Linked DNA regions of Gossypium hirsutum: all the other regions are linked to region 1. The links are chromatin contacts, called in public Hi-C maps. All regions are on one chromosome and are shown on one strand. The core of a region is the stretch at or near the end of the contact, and the rest is flanking DNA. Distances in the headings are between cores, read along the strand shown.

Region 1 (2,944 bases), core at 47-2,546:
ATGCTCGTATTTAAATAAACAAGTTATTTTGGTCTACAGCAACACAAAAGACCGTCGATGGACCATCAATGAAGGACTGGAGAGGTGGTAGAGCCGCTTCCTTCAACATCATTCCTAGCAGCACTGGTGCTGCCAAGGTATATTTTGAATCTGATTTTGATCAGTTCCTTCTTATTTTGTTATGCTAGTTCTTATATATGTACCCGATGGTATTGAGAATACGTAGGCTGTTGGAAAGGTTCTTCCTGCCCTCAATGGCAAACTGACTGGAATGTCATTCCGAGTTCCTACCATCGATGTATCAGTCGTGGATCTCACCGTTAGGCTTGAGAAATCTGCATCTTATGATGAGATCAAAGCTGCTATCAAGTAAGTTTTATCATAATAACACCATCCCATTGCCTTCCTGCTATATTATTATTAAATATCTCATCCATGATCTCTAATGATTTCAGGGAAGAGTCTGAGGGCAAGCTTAAGGGCATTTTGGGTTACGTTGAGGAAGATCTTGTGTCCACTGACTTCGTTGGTGACAGCAGGCAAGTTGAAAACAATGATTTTTATTGTTTGTCAATGAGTTCTAGTGTTGTTGCACTTATTTATAACAATTCCCTGAAATGGAACACAGGTCGAGCATATTTGATGCCAAGGCAGGTATTGCTCTAAACAAGAACTTTGTGAAGCTTGTTTCCTGGTACGACAACGAATGGGGTTACAGGTAAAGAATGCTTTCCACTTTATTTCCTTTTTTGAAGTCTATGCCCTTTTTGAAATCCTGGTTATTAGACAAAGCTTGTCTTGTTTTTGCAGTTCTCGTGTGATTGATTTGATCGTTCACATGGCATCCACCAAAGCATGTTGAAGTTTCTTCAGGGCCAGTGAAGAAGTTGTGTTTCTGATCTAAAGAATATGAGGTGTTTGAGAGAAGCTTCTTGTTATATGGAATAAAAAACCCAATGATTTTACCCCTTCTTGCATGTTTACATTTCTGGTTTTGAAGGTGTAGTGAACAAGTTTACCAGTTTGATGTTATGAAGTAAAATGGTGTTTATACATCAATCAAATTAGTGCTGTCGTTTTTTTCCCCTTTTAATTGGTGCTATTTGCTTTCAAGTTTACCTAATTGAATGAGAAGGAATATCGGTTTTCGAATGATTTGGGGCAACCCATTTGGTTTTCTCAATTTCATTTCAGTATCGCAGAAACTATGAATTAGATATGAATGTTCATTATAATTGTGAATTTATGAAGTTTTTTCCTTTACGGAAAAGTAATTGTGAATTTTAATGATTTAAAACGAATAATATTTTGCAAACAGGTTAGGCGAGAACAATGAGCTTTCCTTAAATTATCAAGGCCCAATTTTGTAGTTGGGTCATAATGTACACTAATAATTGGATGGCTAAGATTTATCAATACTTTGTTTTATTATAATTATTATCGAGATACTATCATATGCAATTACCAAAACAGAGAATGCATATGAATAGAAAACTTGCATGCTTTGCTTAGTTGGGGCTGATGGCAGCGTTACGGCAAGCCCATGTAACTGCTTCATCCTTTCTTTCTCTCGACAGAGTTGGTGATAGGCCCAAAACACACATCTACCACTCGATAGTACATCTCCCAGTGTCCACCCTAAGTGATGGATTTCCAACATCCTCCTAAACCTTTTTTTTAATCAGGTACACTATGTTGCATTTTAGTTTCTTACTTTATTTTTACTTGTATAGCTGCAAATTTAACATTTAAGATTTTTCCTATATATATATATAAACCATTAAGATTCAAATCGGCAAAACCCAAATCTCAATTTTAATTATTGAATATAATTGCTAAAAGAATACCTTTTTATTTTTTACGAACCCAGACTTTTGAAAATGATTTTAGATTTTATATATAATTTTTGGAATCCGAGCAATGTCTTAGCCTTATATTACATGTTACTCGACAAGATTTGTCTCTTTCAATTGTTGATTGCATTTTCTGTGCGCGTGATGTTTTTCATGACTTTGCCGCTCATCTTGAGAAAACAACAATATGGATGGAAGATGTTTGATAGAATGCCTAAACCAATATGGAATTCTTTAATTTCATTTATGCATTGTATTTTTTCTGTCATCAAATTTGTTCACATGTTTGCCGCATCATGGCTGCCTGCATATATGGGTTAACAGAGTAGTTAGCTATGCCAGCATTTCTCACCCAAATTCGGCTTGAAACTAAATAAGTAAATAACAAGTGGTTATTGTACTGAATAAAAGAATAAGGGCTTACGTGGGGAGTTTTCTATAGTTCGAGGTCATATTTTATTATTTTGCTGTTATGGATTATCGATGAACTAAGTAGAAAGGCTAATGCTTTTATTCATTTGGATATGCAGTTGTAAGGACCAAACTGAATTTTATTTTGAGGGCACTTCTCCATGATGCACCCTTTACAGAACTGCCTTAGAAGTACTTGGTTCCTTGTCAAACCATCAATATTATGTTCCCTTTTCCATGCTTCCCATGAAAGTTCCAGTCTTGCTCTGCCAGTGGAAGCTTCTCACTACACTGGATCAGGTTCCGGAGTCGTAGGACGGTGTGACGTTGACATTCTCGTAAGTAAAGTTCATGCTGGGACCAGTGAGGATGAAGTCTTTCAGTGTCTCGTGAATGATGGAGAATGTAACTCCATACAGCTTTCCCATGATCTTATTGATAAGTTGCTGCACCGGTTCAAGGATGACTGGAAATCTGCATTGGGTGCTTTTAAATGGGCAGCATCTCGCCCAGACTATAAGCACTCTCATCAGGCATATGATACGATGGTTGATATCCTTGGTAAAATGAAACAAATGGATCGAATGAAGGACTTCTTGGAGGAAATGCGTCAAGGTCACCTTGTTACGCTTAACACGATAGCCAAGGTTATGAGAAGGTTAGCTGGTGCAGGGAAATGG
Region 2 (3,274 bases), core at 322-2,821, 140 kb after region 1:
CATATAAAGTTCATTTTGACTGTCTAAAGGGTGAAATGTGAAAAATGTATAACAATTATTAGCTTTCGAACTCAGTGAGTAGAATATCTCTAATCTACTAATCCATATTCCAAACACAAGTGGTACAACTCTAATTTTACATTGGAGCACCTTACTGTAAAATATGCCATGTTCAACTTCTATGACCTATGGAGGCGTAAGACCACAAAACCAACGGAACTGAAGGAGACAAGCATTGTCACCAATTAGATAGAAAAGCTAAACCTGACCATCTCCAATCATCTGGGATCTAAACAGTTCCATAAAATATTTACGCTATAAGATTTGAAGTACATCATTGTAGATTAAACTAAACAAACTTACCTCAACTGGTTCCTTCTGGGCTGACTTTGCAATCCAAAGATTTTCCAAATTGTAATAAGCTCTTGCATTCTCATCGAGAGCATGAACTATCACTCGGCCTAAATAAAAGAAACGTAGCCACACAAACAAATCATCCAAAATGGTACAATTTGCACGAAACTATAGAGAGTACATAGAATTATATACTATCATTCCAAAAAATTTTCTTATAGTTGAAACTGCTAACCACATATACGTGTTAAGCCCTAAGAAATATTATCACACGAGATCCATTCCTTCAAAGCAGCTAAATGCAGAAGCAAATCGTAACATTTTGATTTTGCATAAAAATCATTACCGACAATGGTATCTTCAGGCATTACATGTCTAAATATAAGCATGCGAAGAAATTGCTAATAAGAAACAACAAAGTTGAAGCTAAAGGAAAGAGGGAAAGCAGCACGAACCAGAGTCAACAACAATCCATTTTCCCGTCTCTTGCCCTTGCACGCTGGGTAATACCATCCTCTTAGCTCCTTTTTGCTTCTGCTTAACCTGTTCCAGCAAAATAAACAAAAAATCGCAGTGAGGATCGAGGAAATTAGGGAACAAAATAGAAAAAGAAAACCCATGAAACCGCACCTTGTAAATTAGGGCTTGGGCGATGTTCTTGACGTGCCACGGGGACCTACCGGTGGCAATCACCATGAAATCTGCCCAATCGCATTGGTTACCAACCGGAACCACCGCCACGTCGTCTGCTCTCACGTCGCTTAGAACCTTCTCCACCTCTTGCAGGCTCAGCAACTCATTGCTTATTCTCTCCACAGTGGATGAAGAGAACGTCTGATTTAAACCTGAAAACCCCAGCTTCCACGAGCCATTTGTGAGAGAGGAGGAAGGCAACGTAGTTGCAGATAGATGCAGATATCGGGATCTTAAAGTCGCCCACATCAGATTTCAACTCCTCAAGCTTTTTTCTACTGAAAATCGCCACTTCCTCGAGCTAAAAGAAAATCCCCAGTTCCTCACAGCAGTTCATTAAATAAAATAAAATAAAAATAAGTAAGGGCCTACCGACGTCTTTTGAGTTATTGCCTCACGCCTAGACTTGTCAATTGGGCCTATCAGGCAGTGAATTTAGAACCCGGAGTCGGGTTTTAAAAATTTTGAATTACTTCTGTTAGGTCAGTTTCATGCTTGGGTTATTTTAGATTTTTGAGTTTTTAAATCATTTGAATTTGGGTTTTTAGTTTATTTTAGTGTATAGATTTTTTTTAATTGAATTATTTTAAGGTTAAATTATTTACACTTTTACTCTTATTTATTGGATTTGATTATTAAAATCTATAATATTTGTTTTTTTAATTTTAAAATAAAATTAAATCAAAATTAAATAAATTATTGAATCAATGTATATTTATTATAAAATTAATAATTACTGAAAATATTTTTAATATAAAATATTATAAATTACTATAAATTTAAATTAATTAAACTATAATAATGAAACAATAAAAATGTATTTGAATGGAGGAAAATAGTTATTATGAATAAAGTTTATTGTTAAAATCTCATTATAAAATTTTTATTAGTAATATTTTCAATTTTCAATTTTTATATTTTTTTTGTTAATAAAATTTATTTAATCTAAACTTTTAATAGTTTTATTGTTATTAACGTTATTTAATCTAAAATTTTTAGAATAATAAAAAATTTTATGAGATTTTTAGGATTTGAAACAAATGTAAAAATTAAAATAAAAATTAGTCAAAATAGTTTTTAAATCAATCAAAATCAATTGAAAATAAAACATTGATTTTTTTTAGAAAAAAGAAAGGTTGAACTAAAATAGAATCAAAATGACATTGCATTTTAATAATTTATTTTTCACTTATTAATTTGACTTGCAAATAAAGAGACCATATATATTTTTAATTAAATAATTATTATATTTACAAATTGTTATCGAGATCATATGGTATAGCATGAAACTGCATATTTTAGAATAATAAAAAATTGAAATGCGAAATTTACAAGTTATAAATTAAAACAATTTAATAATTTAGTATATAATTGTTATTTTTATTTTAAATTGTACTTAATATAAGTTTAAGTCCTATTGGGTTATTTATTTGGTTGATTTTAAATTTGGATCATTTCGGATTTAGGTTAATTATTGAGTTGGATCAAGTTGTTGGCTTTTCATAGTTTAAATTGGGTTCAATTACAAGTTAATCGTATTAGATTTTCAAGTTCATATTAAAATTAATAAATCTACTCAGACCCCTATATTGACATTGAAGCACTAACGTTTTGAGAGTTCAGAAGAAAATGAAACCAAACATCACTCTTACGCCTTGTATTTAAGGATGATTAGTACCCAGACATACGATAGGGACATATCCACACTACGTCTAAAGAGAGTTATCAAACAAAGGCCTGCCACTTGCTCCCCGAAGGCTTGAACTTGGGTGGGTTCTATAGGTGAACATTCCTTGATCACCAAGTCAATCATGGGAGTTCTAAAGATCTCGTTTTTTATAATATTTTAATTTTTTATTAATATTTGTTTGTTTTCTTTTACATAATTTGTATGGTTAAGGAGTTTGATTGTTTTTTAGATAATGTCTCAAGTTTGAATTTTGTAGATAGTGAAAACAATGTTACAAAAATTTACCTCTTTTTTAAAAGTTTAATTTGATTAGATCTATTATGATTACAGAATATAGAAAGATATCATATAAAAATAGTAACTTTATGAATATAGAAAGATACTCACAACATTAGTGAAAAATAAAATTATATAATAAATATATTTATAAAAACTGATAGAAATAACAAATAAGACTCTGGTTGGTTAGTGAAGTATAAATATTAAAATATAGAGAGATCTGGGTTCAAATTTTATTATGTATATATATATTTCTAT
Region 3 (3,251 bases), core at 310-2,809, 160 kb after region 1:
ACTCAAGCATTAAATTTTTAATGTTAGTTAACTGTACATGCCATGTTATGTTTGCACTTCCATTTTGGTCACCTAACTTTTACTTCACTTCATTCTGATCACTCAAAAAAATCTTTTTTAAGTATTGACTAGGTAAAAAAATTCAAGGATTAAAGTGAAAAAAATGTTAGAAACTAAAATCATACACAAAAATTGTCAAATTGTACTCATTTATCCTATTGCTGAATTTTAATTTTTTTTAATATTGAATTTTAAATTTTAAAATATCAAAATAAATTGAATAAATTGTTAAATTTTTTTTACCCATTGATAATGTCAACCAATTTGTTACTATGATGTTAAAATTAATTAATTTAATATCCTTTTAAATTTTATAATTTTATTTTATTTTTCTGGACTACCTTACCGAAATCAACTCAAATAATTTATCTTTAAGAATGATCTATAAAACTTAAATTTCTTTTGATTATATAATCTTGATGCTAAGCTAAAAATAAAGGAAATATACTTTTAATTAATTAAATTAGTTGCTTGTTCATCGTTTGGGTAAATAAGTGATGAAAAAAATATGAGTTTTGTTTAGAATGGGAGATAAAATTAAATAATTGCTATGATTTTTTTTACTTTTAGCTTAGCATGGAAGATTCAAGATATATAGTCAAAAGAAAATTGGGTTTTGTAGACAAGTATTAAATACAATAATTTTCATTGATAATTTTGTAAAATAATTTGAAAACATCAAAATAAATTAAATAAATTATTGACCTTTTTTTTTATCTATTGATAATGTTAGCCGATTTGCTACTATAATTTTGAATATTAATATTTAAAAATTTATATTTCAAAACTCAAATTTAGAATTTTTGACACCGGGATAAACAAGTACAATTTGATAACTTTTGTGTATTGTTTTAATTTCTACCCTTTTTTCCCTTTAATCTTTGAAATTTTTTACCCGAATCAATACTTAAAAAAGATTTTTTTAGGTGACCAAAAAGAAAGTACAAATAATGTACAGTTAACTGCGGTTAGAGATTTAATGTTTAGTTAAGTTGGCTGACCAAATTGCATGAATTTTATTTTGGGTGACCAAAATGAAAACGCTTTAAAGATTGGGTAACCAACTAGGTAGCTTACCCTTTATTTTTAATATCATACATATTTAATGTGTTATTATAATTAAATTAGTTTGAAACAAATAATACAATAGTGCTCATACATATAAATATATAATTTTATAATACTATATTAAAAATGATAATGATTAAATTTACAATTTTAACAGTTTTTTTTTAAATTTTAAACTTTAAGTGAATTAGGATTACATTTATTTACATATTTAATTTTTATTTATTTTATTATACATAATAAAATATGTCATATCCTTAATCTTTGATGGAGTATAAAAACCTTTATAAGTGTGGGAGATAAAATTTTATTAAAAATGTATACTAAAATTTTAACCCACAAATATAACTGAGATGTTTTTTTGGTGAAATAGAATAAGGAAGTGTTCATATAATTGATATATATATAAGTTTTTAAATTATTAGTAAGAGAAATGGACGGTAATGATTTGAAAGAGTGTAGAATGGTTAAGACTATTCCGCGAGATTAGTTTGACCCAAATTGGTAAAAACTTGAGGTGGATGGAGTAATGGATTGGAGGGGGTATATTCCAGAGTTGATTAGGAACAAGAAGTGGCATATTCAGTTGGAACCTTGGAGATGGCAAAGACCGTTAGTTGTTTGTTGACATTGAAAACCCACTGCAAAAACATGCCATTATTTCCCACATTTCGCCTTCCATTCAATTCAAGCAAACCCCTCTTTCTCTTTCCTGCTTTCAAAAGGATTCATCAAAGTCGCCACCTAATCCGCTCTTTCTTCATTCCTCCTATACATATTCCCTTCCCAACATCCCACCTTTGATTTTTCCCCATTTCTTCCTTTTTTTTCTGAATTTAATTATTGGTTTGGTTTTGTTTTGTTTCATCAATAAGATTTCAATATTGCCCCCCTCCCTTGATAACAAGGAAAGAATCTCCATTAAACAAATCAAACCAACAATTAAAATTTGAATGAAATAACAGCTGTTGTCTTTCCCAATGTCTTCCTCCTGGTCCTCCATTCTTACCAATTACCCTCTTATTTCTGCTTTTATTGCCTTTGTTATTGCCCAAACCATCAAGTTCTTCACCTCCTGGTACCCCCCTCTCTCTATTGATTATATATATTTTTGCACACAGTTGTTTTGGCTTCAATGAATCTTAGATCTTTGTTTGTTTCTTTAATGGGTTTCTTTCTTTCTCCACCTTTTCTATTCCAATATTTGACAATCTTTGAAGGAGTTTTTAAATTGGATAATTGTTGTTTTGATGGAATAAAGGGTCTTCATATTTGTTTACTTCATATTTTGATTTGGTTTTTATATCTGGCTTATGTAATTGTAGATAATAACTAATTGATTTCAACTACCAAATATGCCAATGTCGACATTATTTTTTTTATATATAGATCTTGGGGTGTTTCATTGATTTGATCTGGTTCAGGAATACACCCAAAATTCAGCTATATTTTCAGGCATTTATATATATATCTTCGATTGGGGTTTCTTTGATTTTTCAAGCTGTGATTCTGGTCTGCTCTTGCTTGATGCAATTCCTATTTTGTAATGATAGAATTTTTTTTTAGTTTTAATGCTTTCTTTTACGTTCTTTTCATCACTCATTTGGTAGCATTTTGTTATGAAATAGGGAAGAAAAACTTTGTACAAAGAACCATTTTGGCTACTTATGCAGAAAATTGATAGATTACATAGACTTGGGGGTGGCAAGCTTGTGGAGCTGATTAATATTGTGGCCGTTTTCGCTTTGCTATTCGCACCTGTTATTCTGTACACTTTATAATTAGTTTTGTGGTACAAATGTTAAAGCTTTAAAGTTTTGCAGGTACAAGGAAAAACAATGGGATCTCAAGCAACTAGTGGGATCTGGAGGGATGCCTTCATCCCATTCTTCTACAGTCACTGCTCTTGCTACAGCTATTGGGTTCCAAGAAGGTTTTGGAGGAGCATTATTTGCGACCGCATTAATCTTAGCCTGCATCGTATGTTCTTTTGTTTCTTGTTTTATGGTTGGCTCATAATCTTTGTATAAATATCAAATTGTGTAGCCTGACATGATTTTAAGATATTGCTTTCTTCATCCCTGCTAGTGCTAAGCTAGGTTCTCTTCTAATATCGATTTCTG

The links. A called contact is a pair of places that touch in the nucleus more often than the background predicts.
Region 2: a Hi-C map of leaf shows a contact between it and region 1, with 4 times the contacts expected there. The contact joins the promoter of LOC107909818 here to the promoter of LOC107909815 in region 1. A contact is called at or near these places in 3 of 34 Hi-C or Micro-C datasets (anther and leaf).
Region 3: a Hi-C map of leaf shows a contact between it and region 1, with 1.7 times the contacts expected there. The contact joins the promoter of LOC107909821 here to the promoter of LOC107909815 in region 1. A contact is called at or near these places in 2 of 34 Hi-C or Micro-C datasets (leaf and petal).

The regions. Positions count from the first base shown.
Region 1 is chrD02:57,836,656-57,839,599 of Gossypium_hirsutum_v2.1, reverse strand. It overlaps LOC107909815 (pentatricopeptide repeat-containing protein At3g04130, mitochondrial), which reads left to right and starts at 1,296. Exons shown (of 2, transcript XM_016837482.2): 1 at 1,296-1,685; 2 at 2,384-2,944. The coding sequence starts at 2,426. It overlaps LOC107909816 (glyceraldehyde-3-phosphate dehydrogenase, cytosolic), which reads left to right. Exons shown (of 11, transcript XM_016837483.2): 7 at 40-137; 8 at 227-369; 9 at 456-539; 10 at 629-718; 11 at 811-1,152. The coding sequence ends at 862.
Region 2 is chrD02:57,701,563-57,704,836 of Gossypium_hirsutum_v2.1, reverse strand. It overlaps LOC107909818 (3-oxoacyl-[acyl-carrier-protein] reductase 4), which reads right to left and starts at 1,571. Exons shown (of 14, transcript XM_041088873.1): 1 at 985-1,571; 2 at 810-897; 3 at 364-461. The coding sequence starts at 1,296.
Region 3 is chrD02:57,676,149-57,679,399 of Gossypium_hirsutum_v2.1, reverse strand. LOC107909821 reads left to right here and starts at 1,559. Exons shown (of 5, transcript XM_016837487.2): 1 at 1,559-2,206; 2 at 2,952-3,108. The coding sequence starts at 2,109.